3 separate regions of the Mus musculus genome follow, and regions 1 and 2 are each linked to region 3. The links are chromatin contacts, called in public HiCAR-type and HiChIP or PLAC-seq maps. All regions are on one chromosome and are shown on one strand. Each heading gives the region's core, a stretch centred on a gene start, on an enhancer-like site or on the middle of the called end of the contact. The rest is flanking DNA. Distances are from core to core; before and after follow the strand shown.

Region 1 (4,000 bases), core at 707-3,206, 760 kb after region 3:
GCGCACGGCTGGCTCTGGCACTCGTCCACGTCCAGCTGACAGTTCGCACCGGCGTATCCCGGCGCGCACACGCAGCGGTAGGAACCCACACCGTCCAGGCACGAGCCTCCGTGCAGGCAGGGCGCTGACGAGCACTCGTCCACCTCGGCCTCACAGGTCACGCCTGGACAGGGACAAGAGACATGGAGACCACATCTAGAGGGGCAAAAGGGGCCCAACCAGCAGCCCCAGTCTGCTCCAGTTACCCATATGTTCCGCTCTTTCAGAGGAAATGCTGTCCATAGACCAGAAAGAAACAAGAAGACCCTCCTTGCCCTGACAGTCCCACCGCGGGGTGGGTCCGGAAAAGGCTACTGTTTAATAATGTTGACCTCAATAAGAGAGACAGCTAGATCCTGTTAGGGCAGGAGCCAAGGTCTGTTCTAGGGTGCTGGGAACAGGCTTCTTCAGGAACAGCTTTTTGAAAGCTGAATAAGGCCAGTGATGACAGTTGGTGGCATCCCTCTTGAGGCAGAGGCATAATGCCCTGGGGGAAAGATGGAGAAAAGACAGAACCTGGGGAGAGTGGCGGAGAAAGGCGTGAGGGCATCAGGTACTAGAGCCCAATCAGACTTCTGCCCATCAAGAAAGGTCAGGTTTGGGGCCTGGAGAGGGCTCATCTCTAAAGAGAGCTTCCTGCTCTTCCAGAGGACCAGAGCTCCGTTCCCAGCACCCGCTTTAAGCAGTTCACACCTACCCTAAGAGCAGACCTGCTTGGTTTAGCTTTCGTGAAGATGTTCAGATAGCATTTCTAGAATCCTCTCACCCGGGTGCCTCTTCTAGTACCCGCATACACATGACATAATTAAATATTTTTTTAAAATTAAGCTGTTGGTAGGGATAATAATAGTGGATCTTTATGGTCAGCCACCTTGACCAGATTTGGAACCCTCCAGAGGAGAGACCTCTGGCTATATCTGTAAGGGAGTTTACAGGGGGGTTCGACTGAAGAAAGAGGATCCACCCTGAGTCTGGGGAGCACCATCCCCAGGACTGAGGTCCTGGATTGAATACAAGCAGGGGGAAAAACAAACAAACAAAAGGAAGACAGCAGTCAGAGCGCCAGCCTCAGAGGACACAATGTGACCAGGTGACTCTTCCTTATGACGGACAACATCCCCACAAGTATACCCGTCCTTGCTTTACTTACTTCTTGTTAAGTATTTAACCACAGCAATGAAAAGGGCAACCAACCTAGGAGCTCAGCAGTGCGGTTCAGAAGATCACTGGTAGCTTGGAGAAGGATGTGAGGAAGGAACCCCACAGAAGAGGGCCACTCTGGACAGGACACACTGGAGTAGGGTCACCAATCCCTATGCTGTCTTGACTTTAAAACTGGAAGTTCAGGGGGCTGGAGAGATGGCTCAGCGGATAAAAGCACCGACTGCTCTTCCAAAGGTCCTGAGTTCAAATCCCAGCAGCCACATGGTGGCTCACAACCATCCGTAACAAAATCTGATGCCCTCTTCTGGAGTGTCTGAAGACAGCTACAGTGTACTTACATATAATAATAATAATAATAATAATAATAATAATAATAATTTTTTTAAAACTGGAAGTTTCTGGTTCTACCTAGGAATTCCCATGCCTCTGGGGAAACCCAGAGTACATGTTGGCCCTCCCCTGGATAGGGGTAGAGACAGAGGGAGATGGAGAATCTCCAGGTGTGGGGATTTATGAGGCAGGTCCTGTCAGTGTAGGCGTCCACAGCCTTTCCCCTGCCACCTAAGTAGGTTTTGTCATGGGGGCTCAGGAGCCAGCTGACCCCAGCTGGAGCCCTCCCTACTTCCCTGTCCAGCCAGCCCCAGGACTCCTCCTTCCCATGACCCTCCTGCCCCACTCCTATCCTCTGTGCCAGGGAGAGCCAGGCCCAGGCGGCCTGGAATCCCAACTCCCCCACCCTGCTGGGAGCAGGAGGGAAATGAGTCACGCAAAGCTGCCTGCTCACATCACATTCGGAGGACTGCTGCATAGACAGTGCTCACTTGCCTGCTGACAGACACACAGACAATTCCCACAGAAGCATACACCGATTATGACACAAGCAAGGACTCAGAGCACCCTTAGAGCAACCATATATATGCAAATGGCTGGGACAAGAAGTCTCACCTGCACAGATATTCAGATACCAAGAGGGCAAAGATGCAGAGACCGGTGTCTTAACCAACTCTCATCCCACGGTGCCATCTCATCCCTCCATGTCCTTCCTGAACTTGCCCCCCAGTCTGTATCATTTGCTCAGAGGGAACTTGAAACTGCCTCACGGTTTGAGAGCAATGCCTGAATTCAGGGTTGGTGGAGATCCCAGTGTCTATACTGCAGATTCCAGACTGCACTAAATTAAACATCCTTTGAAGATCTGTCCCCAGCTGTCCCCTCCCTCCTGACATGAGGCAGCTCTAGAAAGCAGATGTAGGAGTAGGAAGTGACCGGGGTGAGGTGTCCCCTGGAAGAGAGAGACATGTGTGTCCATGCCGGTCGTGCTTCTGAGCATGTGTGTCTACATCATTCCTCTCTTGGGAACAAGGATGGCGAGGGACTCATTCCCCATCACAAACAGGAAAGAATCCCAGTGGGCTAGAATTCAGGATGCCCAGAGGACTGAGGTCCAAATTACATCCTGAGCCTTGCCAGGGCCCATCAGGTGAGCCATACAGGGAATACACGGCAGCTTGACACATGTCTAGACTGAAGGAATGCTAGAGATAACCCTCTGGGCATCCTCCAGAAAGCCAAACCAGGCAGGTGTGCCCTGCAAGGGATGCATGAGGCTCATTCCCCATCTCCAGTGGGGACCACACTCAGTTCTGTGGCAGGGACAAAAAGCAATATTTGTCAAGTAATTGCTATGTGCGGGGCCCCACATTAACACACAAACATACAAGTACTGATCCCACCTGCCAGATTAACCCAAGAAATGTCAGCTGTGCAGCCAACCCAAGAGTGGTTAACAAAGCTGCCAGCCAGCTGGAGCATTCCGGGACTTGACCGATGGGCCCCTTGCCCATCCGTGGTCCAGTCCTCCAAGGTGACCAGTACCTGCATATCCCAGGGGACAGTGGCACTCGTAGTGATCTGCCAGATTTTGGCAGGTGCCCCCATGCTGGCAAGGCCGGGACGCACACTCATCGATGTCCAGTTCACAGTGGGGTCCCTGGAATCCAGGCACACAGTAGCAACGGAAGCTGTTAGGATCTGGGCCCTGGGGCACACACAGTGCCCCGTGGTGGCATGGCTGAGTAGCACAGCCTCCAAGCTCTGAGGGCTCACAGGTATAGCCACCACTTTCTGTAGCCTGGCACTTGGTCCCTGGAGCACATGGGTCTGAGGCACAGACACTTGGAGTCTCTGGAGGAACCAGCCCTGTAAAACAGAAAGCAACTTGGCAATATGGGCAGGGTCTGCAGGATACACTCTTCCCCTACTGATAGCCACAAGTCTAACACAGGTCTGTCCATGTTCAAGAACCTGTGTGCACACCAAGGGCATCTGCAAGCTGATTACTAATGAAGATATCTACACCTGAAACGGAGATGTTTTTTTTTTTAAGATTTTTTAAATTATTATTATACATAAGTACACTGTAGCTGACTTCAGACACACCAGAAGAGGGCATCAGATCTCAAGATCTCATTACGGGTGGTTGGTTGTGAGCCACCACGTGGTTGCTGGGATTCAAACTCAGAACCTTTGGAAGAGCAGTCAGTGCTCTTACCCGCTGAGCCATCTTGCCAGCCCGAGGAGGATTTATTTACTTATTTTTGTGCTTATTTTTGAGGACTATCTTATAGTCCAAGCTGATCTTGGATCAAGATATACTTGTTATATATCCAAGGATGACCTTAAACTTGTGATCCTCCTGCTTCAGCTCCCAAGTGTCAGGATTATAGGCATACCCTACCAATCCAAGCCTATGGAGTACTGGAGAATCAAGCCCAGGGTTTCCTTGGTGAAAGGCAAC
Region 2 (4,213 bases), core at 456-2,955, 780 kb after region 3:
CACTAGGGACTGGAGTTCTGTCCTATCAGGATGCCCAGTGTCCCAGGTGTGAGGCAGAACCCTAAGAGGGATGGAACGAACACAGTGGCACAGAACCCATGTCTAGGAAAGAGCTGCTGGAAATGCTGACCAGCAAGGCCCAGTGAGGTTGGGACTTTGCTAGGGACAGCTGGTGGCCAGTGCATAACCAATACTGAGCAAGAACGGCCAGCCTCCCTCACTTGCAAGGCACAGCTCCCAGGACCCTTGTAAGGTAGACCAATATTTTCTGCCTTCTTTGCCCCTTCCTTTCAGGCCCTCTTCTGAGGGCACAGGCCACAAGACCTACATTGAAAACATGCCTCCTCTTGACTCAAAATAGACCCTAATCCTGATCACTAATCCTGGTTCAAAGTGGAGCCCAATTCTCCTCCCAGGTGGACTGAGCCTCGATCCTGTTCAGATAGAGCCCAGACCTCCCGTGGGATGCTGAGGCCACTGGTGCCAGGGGATGCAGAGGTGGTAACCTGGGGAAAGAGGATGCAGAGTCTGGCTGAGTCAGAGCTGCAGCAGACAAACCAACAGCCAGTCAGGAAGTTAGTCTCAGGACCTCAAGGCACTCAGATGACTTTTCCAGAAATACCTCAGTGGGTTGCTTAGCTGGGAGAACCACGCAAATCAGAGCGGAGGAGGGTTAGGAGAAGCTTCATAGCTGCCACATTGTGTGCTAAGTACTGGTGTGAGACCCTGCAGTCCCTCAGGAGAGCCCCTGGGGCTCTGTCCCAACATCCTCAGGTGAGGAAATGACCAGGGACAGATAATTCACCTTTCTGCTTCAGCACTAGCCAATCAGCTCTCTTCCTGGGCTCCACCCACCCACCCATGGCCCTAAGGCCCAGGCTGTGGTGGGTCTCCACAGGCCATGCTCCGGAGCAGGTCCTGGGCAACAGGGGAGGTAAAGAGGAAGAGTGGCAGGTCATGGTAACCAAACCATCTAGTCTGTAGAAGTGGCCAGCCTCAGCCTCAGGCAAGTCACCATTTCTCCCAGGAATGCCTGGGCAAGATCACTTGGCTGTCGCCAAGCATGGCTACTTACTGTAAGCACTGAAACCGAGGCCTAGAAAGAGGATCCTACTTTTTTCCAGAACTCTAGCTATTTGCCTCCAACATCTGTCCATATCAGTGGAAGAACGAAGACCATCTCCCCCCTGATACTCCATCCATCCACCCATTAATCTGCATGACCACTTTTCCACCCAACTACCTGCCCACCATGGGCTTGCGATTGCAGAGGCAGAGTTGTGTTGGGACAACCAAGGGAGCCAATCGTTAAACAAACATGCCCACAAAACTGAATGCAGTGTATGCTAAGTGCCTGGAGAGGCTGCCGGATGTCTTCAGCATAACAAAGACTGTCTCCCCTGGGGGTGCTCTCCGGGCCCCAAGGCACTGTGAGCAGAAACACAGCAGAGACAGCCCATGGGCTTGGCCTCCAGATACAGCGGCTTCTTAAAAAAAAAAATTGGTAAGAGTCATCTAGGGAGCCAGCTGGCTTGCTGCAGCTGCATGCAGCTCATGTGACCTTTGCAAGGAGTTGGGGTCCACGGGTGTGTGGCTGGAGCAGGGGTTAAGTAGGAGGGGATCTTTGAAAGTCTGCCCCTGGAGAGTCCTCTTTGGGAGCCAGCCAGCCGGTGCCTGAAGCTTCCAGGAGAAATAAGGAATGCAGTTATTTCCGGAGGAGCGACAGCAGGAGCAGACGGCTGGAGGAGGGAACAGCAGGCAGACCAGGAAGGAAGAGTGGAAGAGAAAAAGGGGGAGACGCAGGGTGGGTGCATGGGGATTTCATGGCTTTGGGGGGGGGGCTGAGGGGGGATCAGTTCCCACCCTACACTGGTCACAACAATGAATTCCTGTGTCACTAGCCAACCATGTGCCTAGAAGGAGGGTTGGCTAGACACAGGGTCTCATCCAAGAAAGTCACTTTCGCTTGATCCCATTATACAGGCTGTAAAAGCGAGGCCAGACACTAATTCCATTGCCAGGGGAGGCAGCATTAAGTGAAGGATCAGAACATAAACTCGTGGTGCTTGGTTCCTCAGCCCACCCTGGGTCACTCCCTTGTCGGGTCTGTGAAGTGATCAGACATGGATAGAGGCAGGATCTGAGGTGGCTCCTTGAAGTTTTGCTTGTCCCAAGAGCTCATGGGCTCTGTCCCCACAGAAGAAGGAAGCACTGCAAACAAATCAGCACCAGGAGAGAAAAGCCCAGGTGCTGAGCATCCGTGCCAGGTTGGGGAACCTGAGATGTCTCGGGCGAGAGGCACACCTGTACCTCAGGCCGGGAACCAATGGGTGGAAGAGTGGGTGAGGGGTGAGGGCATGGAGAGTGGGGTGTGAGATCAGATGAGGTTGCCCTTCCCCCTCCCTTCCTTCCTCCCTCCCTCCCTCCCTCCCTCCCTCCTTCCGTCCCTCTATCTCTAGCTCCCAAGGAAAAGCCCCCTTGTCTTTCCCCTCAAGGAGATTTCCAGCTTCTTTGCCAGGCTGTTGCCTAGAAACAGTGCCCTAGCTGGCCAGCCACACCCACTGCAGTCAGTCAGGATCAGGGTTGTACCGTACAGCCAGCTTTGAGGGCCTGAGTCCAGGCAGGAAGGGGAACGGGACCCTGGGCTCAGATACCAGGGGCTGGCCCCGGAGGAAGTTAGAGTCTGGGAACGCAGGGCTGTATGAACAGGAAGGGTGGAGCATTGGTCAGGAGACACTGGGCCTGAAACTGCGGAGGGTTGGTGTGCACAGGGTTGACACCAAAGGACTCATTCTGAAGTCATGGCTCTGATATCTGAGAGAAGCTGAGTCCCCTCCTGCACTGGTTTCATTGGTGTAGATGTGGGGGACAATGCCCATGCCACTCAGGAACAGATGGGGACGAGTCAGACACACAAAGCTTGGTATTGAAGGAACAACTGTCCTCATACCGACCAAAAGCTCCACCAGGACCTTCCAGGAGAGGGTCGGTGACCAGTGACTGAGAGCTGACCTTGGAGTCTCTCAGGAAAGATGGTCCCTGACTGACTTCTCTGGGTGGAGAAAGAGAGGGGATTGGAAGGTAACTCCAGGCAGCTGGGTGAAGTTACATGAAATCTCTCCCTTAGTTGCGTGGTTGGAATTAGGGAATCTCATGGTTCAGAGAAAACAAGGGACCTACCCAGGGTCAAACAGCACAGACTCATAGAACTAAGTCCAACTGGCTTTCCCTCTGAAGGCTGACCGTTCACAAAAGAAAGTGGCTTCCCTGTGGGGAACAAAGAGAACCAACCGCAGTGGTGGGCCTGAAATCACATTAAAGGAGACTGAACTCTAGGCAGGGCTTTGGGAAGCCATGTCTGAGATGGGAGAGAAGTGACCCAGGCTGAGCTCTCAGGTCCCTGGGTAATGTCCTGGGCCATCTGTCGCCACCTCCTACACTTGCGAAGCTGGGGAGCTCGGCATCGATTCGCCCCACCCTCCACCCCCGCTGCTTCTCAGCCACTGCGAGGAACCATGTGCGACGGTGGAGAATGTAAAAATATATATGCAACCGAAAAACAACAACGGCTCACAGCACACAGCTATAAATACTCCGCGGTGCGGAAGCTCACTCTTCGAGCTGGCTGCCTGCTGCCTGGGGCCCGGCCTCTCTGACAGGTGTAGGGGCTCTCGGGAAGGAGCAGGAACAGATCCACCAGCGCTAGACCTGCAATGTACCGAGGGCTTTGAAAGTGTGACATCACGTTTCCCCCACACGTTCTCAACCAATCACTCCTGTTGTGCCAGTGGTACACATAAGAAAGCCTAAGTTCAGAGAAGTAGGTTATCTGGTGAAGGTCACACATCCAAGGAACAGAGGAGCCAGAGAGAGAGGCAAAGGCCCTCCATGGGCCAACTGTAGGAGAGAGCCAGTGTCAAGCCCTGCCTCTCTCAGTCCTTGTCCAATGCCAGAGACAGCTTGAGACTCCAGGCATTTTTCAATCCACGCACCTATGGCTCCTTGATCCCTACCATATGAAGAGCATATTTCTTAGCATGGGTTTAAACATCTGGCTTCTGGCATCTGCCAACACCAGAAGCCACCTGACCCACATATGGCCTTGCTGACCTAGCAAAGGACCATTACAGGGTTCAGTGCTCTGCGTCTGTACTCACTGTTTCCTCACAGGTGTGCTGATCACCATGGTTGCTTCTGCTTACACACACACACA
Region 3 (4,084 bases), core at 370-2,869:
TTTGAAGAGGAAGCCAGAGGCTCCCGCAGGCTTAGCAGCTGATGCGGCCAACACCCTCCACATCCCTCAGGGTGACATGTTCACCGTCCTCTGCCCTTAGGGGGACCTCTGGGAAAAAGATGGAGAACTGTCTTCAGGAGAAGGTTCCATCTTCATCTTAGAAGGCTCCAGAATGGGCCTACAGGCTGCCCTGTCCTGGGCATTCATGTTATCTGTTCTGCCTACCTGACTGACTGGACTCTGTCTCTGAATTCCCCTTCTCTCATTCTGCCTCCAGCCCTCAGGTGTTTGGGGCTGAGGACTGGGGGTGGGGTGGGGTGGGGTGGGGTGGACTGCGTGTGAATCTGCACTCTTTCACAAACTAACTGGGACCTTGGGCAAATCTCACTGAGCTGCCTGGCAGCTCTTTAGGAAGGCCATGCCCCTCCTGGATCAGACCTCCAAACAGCTATATGGACCTTACTTGGGGTGCCAGGACTATGACAGGGGGCCCAAGCCACCTCTGAAGTAACAGATAACAATGACAATTGTTGCATGGGCCCTTAATACGCCCTTCATCCTGTATACTTTAACGTGACCTCATGAGCTAGAGGCTGCAATTGGGCCACTGAGCAAATGAGGCACGAGGAGGTTGAAAGGCTCGCATGGACAAGCAGTGAGGCCAAGATTTAGACCTAAGGTGGCATCCTTTCCTGAGGCTATCACACTGTCATCTTTTTCAGTGGCACTCTGTAGACTGAGCCCTGTCTCCACGCAAGAGCCATGATGTAGGGCCAGTGCGCAAGTCTGGGGGCTGTGGAGCACCCTTAGGGCCAGTGGTCACAAGGGGTCTTTGGTCCAACACAGGCCACTGGGCAGAACCTGCAGAGGCACTGTGTTCCAGATCACACCCAGCTGCTGTCCACATTTATCTCTTCTAGCAATCCCCCCCCTCCACCCCCATCCCGGGCATCCAATCAGTGACACGCAGACCCACGCAGAACCCAGTAACACCTGCCATGCAGAGCTCCCCAGGGTGGAGAAGAAGACAGCCCAGCCTGACAAGCACCAAGGGGAATGTTGCAGATGGAAGGAGTCCAGCAGAGAATGGGGGAGGGCCCTTCTTAATGGGTCCGCGTCTTCAAGGCTTTGGGGAAACTCATAATAGGTAGGGGAACTGAGGCTCAAAGCCATATGCCCAGTAAGCCACAGATGAGAATTTGGGTCCAGACTTCAGTGTCCCTCCTTTCAGGGCTTTTGGTCCCCAGGGAGTCACGGCAGAGCAGGACTTAAGGAGAGCTGCATTCTGTAATACCCAACCTCCGCACACTGCACATTTCTACAAAAACCCGGCTTCCTCCAGAGTCAGATGCAGGTAAGGGCATCTGGAGGGAGACATGGAGTGCAGGGACAGAGCAGAGGTACAGGCTTTGAGTAATATGGGGAGTCTCCTGGCCCAGTCACCCTGGGGATTCCGGGATCCTCCAGCCCCTGCCAAGCTGCACAACAATGAGTCAGTGGCTGCCAAGCCCAAGCCAGGGGTCAAAAATCTGTGGAATGTGACCCAGAGCCACAGGCCTCGCCGAACCATCTCAGACTGCTTTTCCTCTGAATCCGAGCAAATGCTTGTGCTCTGAGGTGCTGTGCCGTGTGCACACACCATGTGACCTCTCACCTAGGCTCCTGGCTTTGGTGTAGAGAGCAACAAAGAGCTGTGACGTGTGCACCAGGCAGCCAGAGATGACCCTGGAACAATGTAGGGTTCAAGAGGGACATGCTAGAGAGCTTGATTGCTGAGCTAAAATGTTACCCCATTTTCCTACAACGAGAGCCTGTTTCCTAACATGGCAGCCGGGTGAACAAGCAGATGGACCTCTGAGAGTATCTTGGTGGGTCATACATTCAGTGGAAAGTGTCAGAAGTTCTGGCCACTGTGAGCATTATTTATGCAATGCTCACAGAGTAATGGAGGGTAAGTGCCTGCACTAATGGTATCCATGGGGGCTGAGGTTCAGTCAGGGACACACACTTGCCCAAAGTCATACTGCATATGTCTTCCTTCATGTGAACTGTGCCCACTCTGCCTGGCCTTGAACTAAGCTCTCTCTCACATGGCAGGAACCTAGGGAAACAGAGGAGGCTGGAGGCTGAACTAGGTTGGATTTGAAGTTCCAATTGGCCTTTTTCCCAGGACTGCCACCTGAGACTTGCCTCCCAACTTCTGGGGACTTAATCTTGGGGTAAGTTCTACCTTTATCTACCTTTATTGACCCTCACAAGGCTGGTGGGTCCTAGACACTGTCTCTGTGAGAGATGACTGTGCCCAGAGCAGATGTGTCTACCTAGATCCTAATGACAGAAACCTAGTTTGGGTGCCCACTACCCAAAGGGCAGCCTAGAGTTGGAGGCCCAAGGCCAAGCAAGGAGACATAGCAGGTCCCAGCTCCTGGCCACTTATGGGGTCAAGCTTATACAGCGTCATCATTAGCCAACATCCACAGGTCTTTACCCTCTCCTAAGATGAGGTGCCATTGCCCCACTGTGCAGATGAGAAACTGAGGCTCCAAAAAAGACCATGACTTGTCAAAGTAACCCTACAAAGTGACCAGGGTACCACCTGACCAGCTTCTCAAAGCAAGGAAGAAGGCCAGCTGGTGAGAGGCAAACTGGAGTGCATGACATATGGACCAGTTATTGGGGAACTTGATAGTAGCTTGGTTGGTACTAGGTATACTCCATGTGACTGCTAAAATCCACATGCAGAGGAGGAAATGAAAGTCAGGTTGGTTGAGTGACAGTCCAAAGTTACACTGACGGCAACAGAATCAACTGACACTTGAAACCAAGTCTTCCTACGTCCATCCGCACAGCCTTGGAAGAGCACACAAATGCACGCAAGGATTGACTGAACGAGTCCAACCCCAGGATGTAGCTATGGCAAAGTGCATTCTCCCAGCTGGTGCCCCTTCCCTTCTCCGGTTAAGCAGATGTTATTGGGTTTTCACTTGACAGGAAACAGTCAGAGCTCAGGCCAGAATTCTGAGAGCTGGTTAGGCTAGAAAAGACACAGATGGAGTCTGGTTTCCAGACTGGTCCTGTGTCCCTCTAACCCTTCAGAATCTCTTCCCTCCAGACCACACATACTCAGACTCTGTAGCTCCATGGTCAGTGGACACCTGGCTTCTCTGAAAGCATGTCACAATGAGGTCCGACACGGGCCTCTTTCTCACGCAGTGAGGGCCACCCTAAGGTGGGCTTGAGAGACATGGAGCCAGTTTCCTAGAGCACAGGGTTTCCCACTTTCTTCTCCTCTCCCCTCCCTTTCCCTTACCTATTCCCTCCTTGCATCCCTGCCCAATGTACTACCTTTATGTTCCTCCTGCAAGCCTAGGATTCTTCTGAGGTACTCTAGACCCAGCCACACCCTCACAGACACTGCTCAAACTAGCTTAAGGCCTGCCCTTTCTTTGTCCCCATCTCAGCCAGAACTAGGCTCCACCCAAGCTTCACCTTCCCTCACAGGCCTGAGTGGTCTTGTAGATTTTGTCTCCCTAAGTCTCCCTCCCTCAGGTCCCCTCCTAGACATAACCCTTCCCAGATCCTGTAGTCCCCAACATCCTTGGCCCTACCACTGATTTTTGTGTGTCTTCTGGTATGCAGATTGTGTACACATATCCAGAGACCAGAGGAGGCCTTCCTTCCAGTGTCTTCTACTCTGATTCGTTCCCTGAGACAAGGATGGTAGCCAGCAAGTCGGAGCCATCCTCCTGCCTCCTTCTCCCCAAAGCCCCAACTTGGGCTGTGGTTATAGGCCTAACTATACACGCAGAGCTTGGTGTCTGGGTGTTGGGATCTGAACTCACACAATATGTGTTCTTACCCGCTGAGCAGCTTCCTCACCCTGAAGGTATTTCTTAACAGTCTGCAAGGTTTCCCAGGCAAAGGCCGCAGGTCAGAGTGAGGTGTTCCCAAGCCATGCCCAGCTGGCACTAGCCTGCCCACTACAATCCCACCCTCCCAGACCCCTGCACCGCAGCTGCACTACACAGCCTCCCTGCCCTTCCATAGCACCCCAGTCTTTCCAGACTTCTCCATGTACCAGCCT

The links. HiCAR-type assays count read pairs that join an accessible place to other places. HiChIP or PLAC-seq counts read pairs in DNA pulled down with a chosen protein or histone mark.
Region 1: a contact with region 3 is called in an HNF4G HiChIP or PLAC-seq map of pancreatic cancer cells. The contact joins two enhancer-like sites. A contact is called at or near these places in 2 of 39 promoter capture datasets (hippocampal neurons and liver), 2 of 115 datasets of contacts at active chromatin or transcription factors (extraembryonic endoderm stem cells and pancreatic cancer cells) and 2 of 9 other capture datasets (adipose tissue and embryonic stem cells).
Region 2: a HiCAR-type map of embryonic stem cells shows a contact between it and region 3, with 3 times the contacts expected there. The contact joins two enhancer-like sites. A contact is called at or near these places in 1 of 115 datasets of contacts at active chromatin or transcription factors (embryonic stem cells) and 1 of 9 other capture datasets (embryonic stem cells).

Annotation. Positions count from the first base shown.
Region 1 is chr2:37,782,602-37,786,601 of GRCm38.p6, reverse strand. It overlaps Crb2 (crumbs family member 2), which reads right to left. Exons shown (of 13, transcript NM_001163566.1): 2 at 3,079-3,402; 3 at 1-163. Among named protein-coding and RNA genes, the nearest start is that of Crb2, 8.4 kb to the right of the region's middle. Within about 2 kb of position 1,956, at least 32 of the 459 cell types and tissues checked have an H3K27ac peak or open chromatin away from gene starts, as enhancers often do. A contact at or near this core is called in pancreatic cancer cells, where this site is marked.
Region 2 is chr2:37,764,638-37,768,850 of GRCm38.p6, reverse strand. No RefSeq gene overlaps it. Among named protein-coding and RNA genes, the nearest start is that of Crb2, 9.5 kb to the left of the region's middle. Within about 2 kb of position 1,705, at least 87 of the 459 cell types and tissues checked have an H3K27ac peak or open chromatin away from gene starts, as enhancers often do. A contact at or near this core is called in embryonic stem cells, where this site is marked.
Region 3 is chr2:38,543,891-38,547,974 of GRCm38.p6, reverse strand. All of the region lies in intron 1 of Nek6 (NIMA (never in mitosis gene a)-related expressed kinase 6), which reads right to left. Among named protein-coding and RNA genes, the nearest start is that of Gm35808, 12 kb to the right of the region's middle. Within about 2 kb of position 1,619, at least 160 of the 459 cell types and tissues checked have an H3K27ac peak or open chromatin away from gene starts, as enhancers often do. A contact at or near this core is called in embryonic stem cells and pancreatic cancer cells, where this site is marked.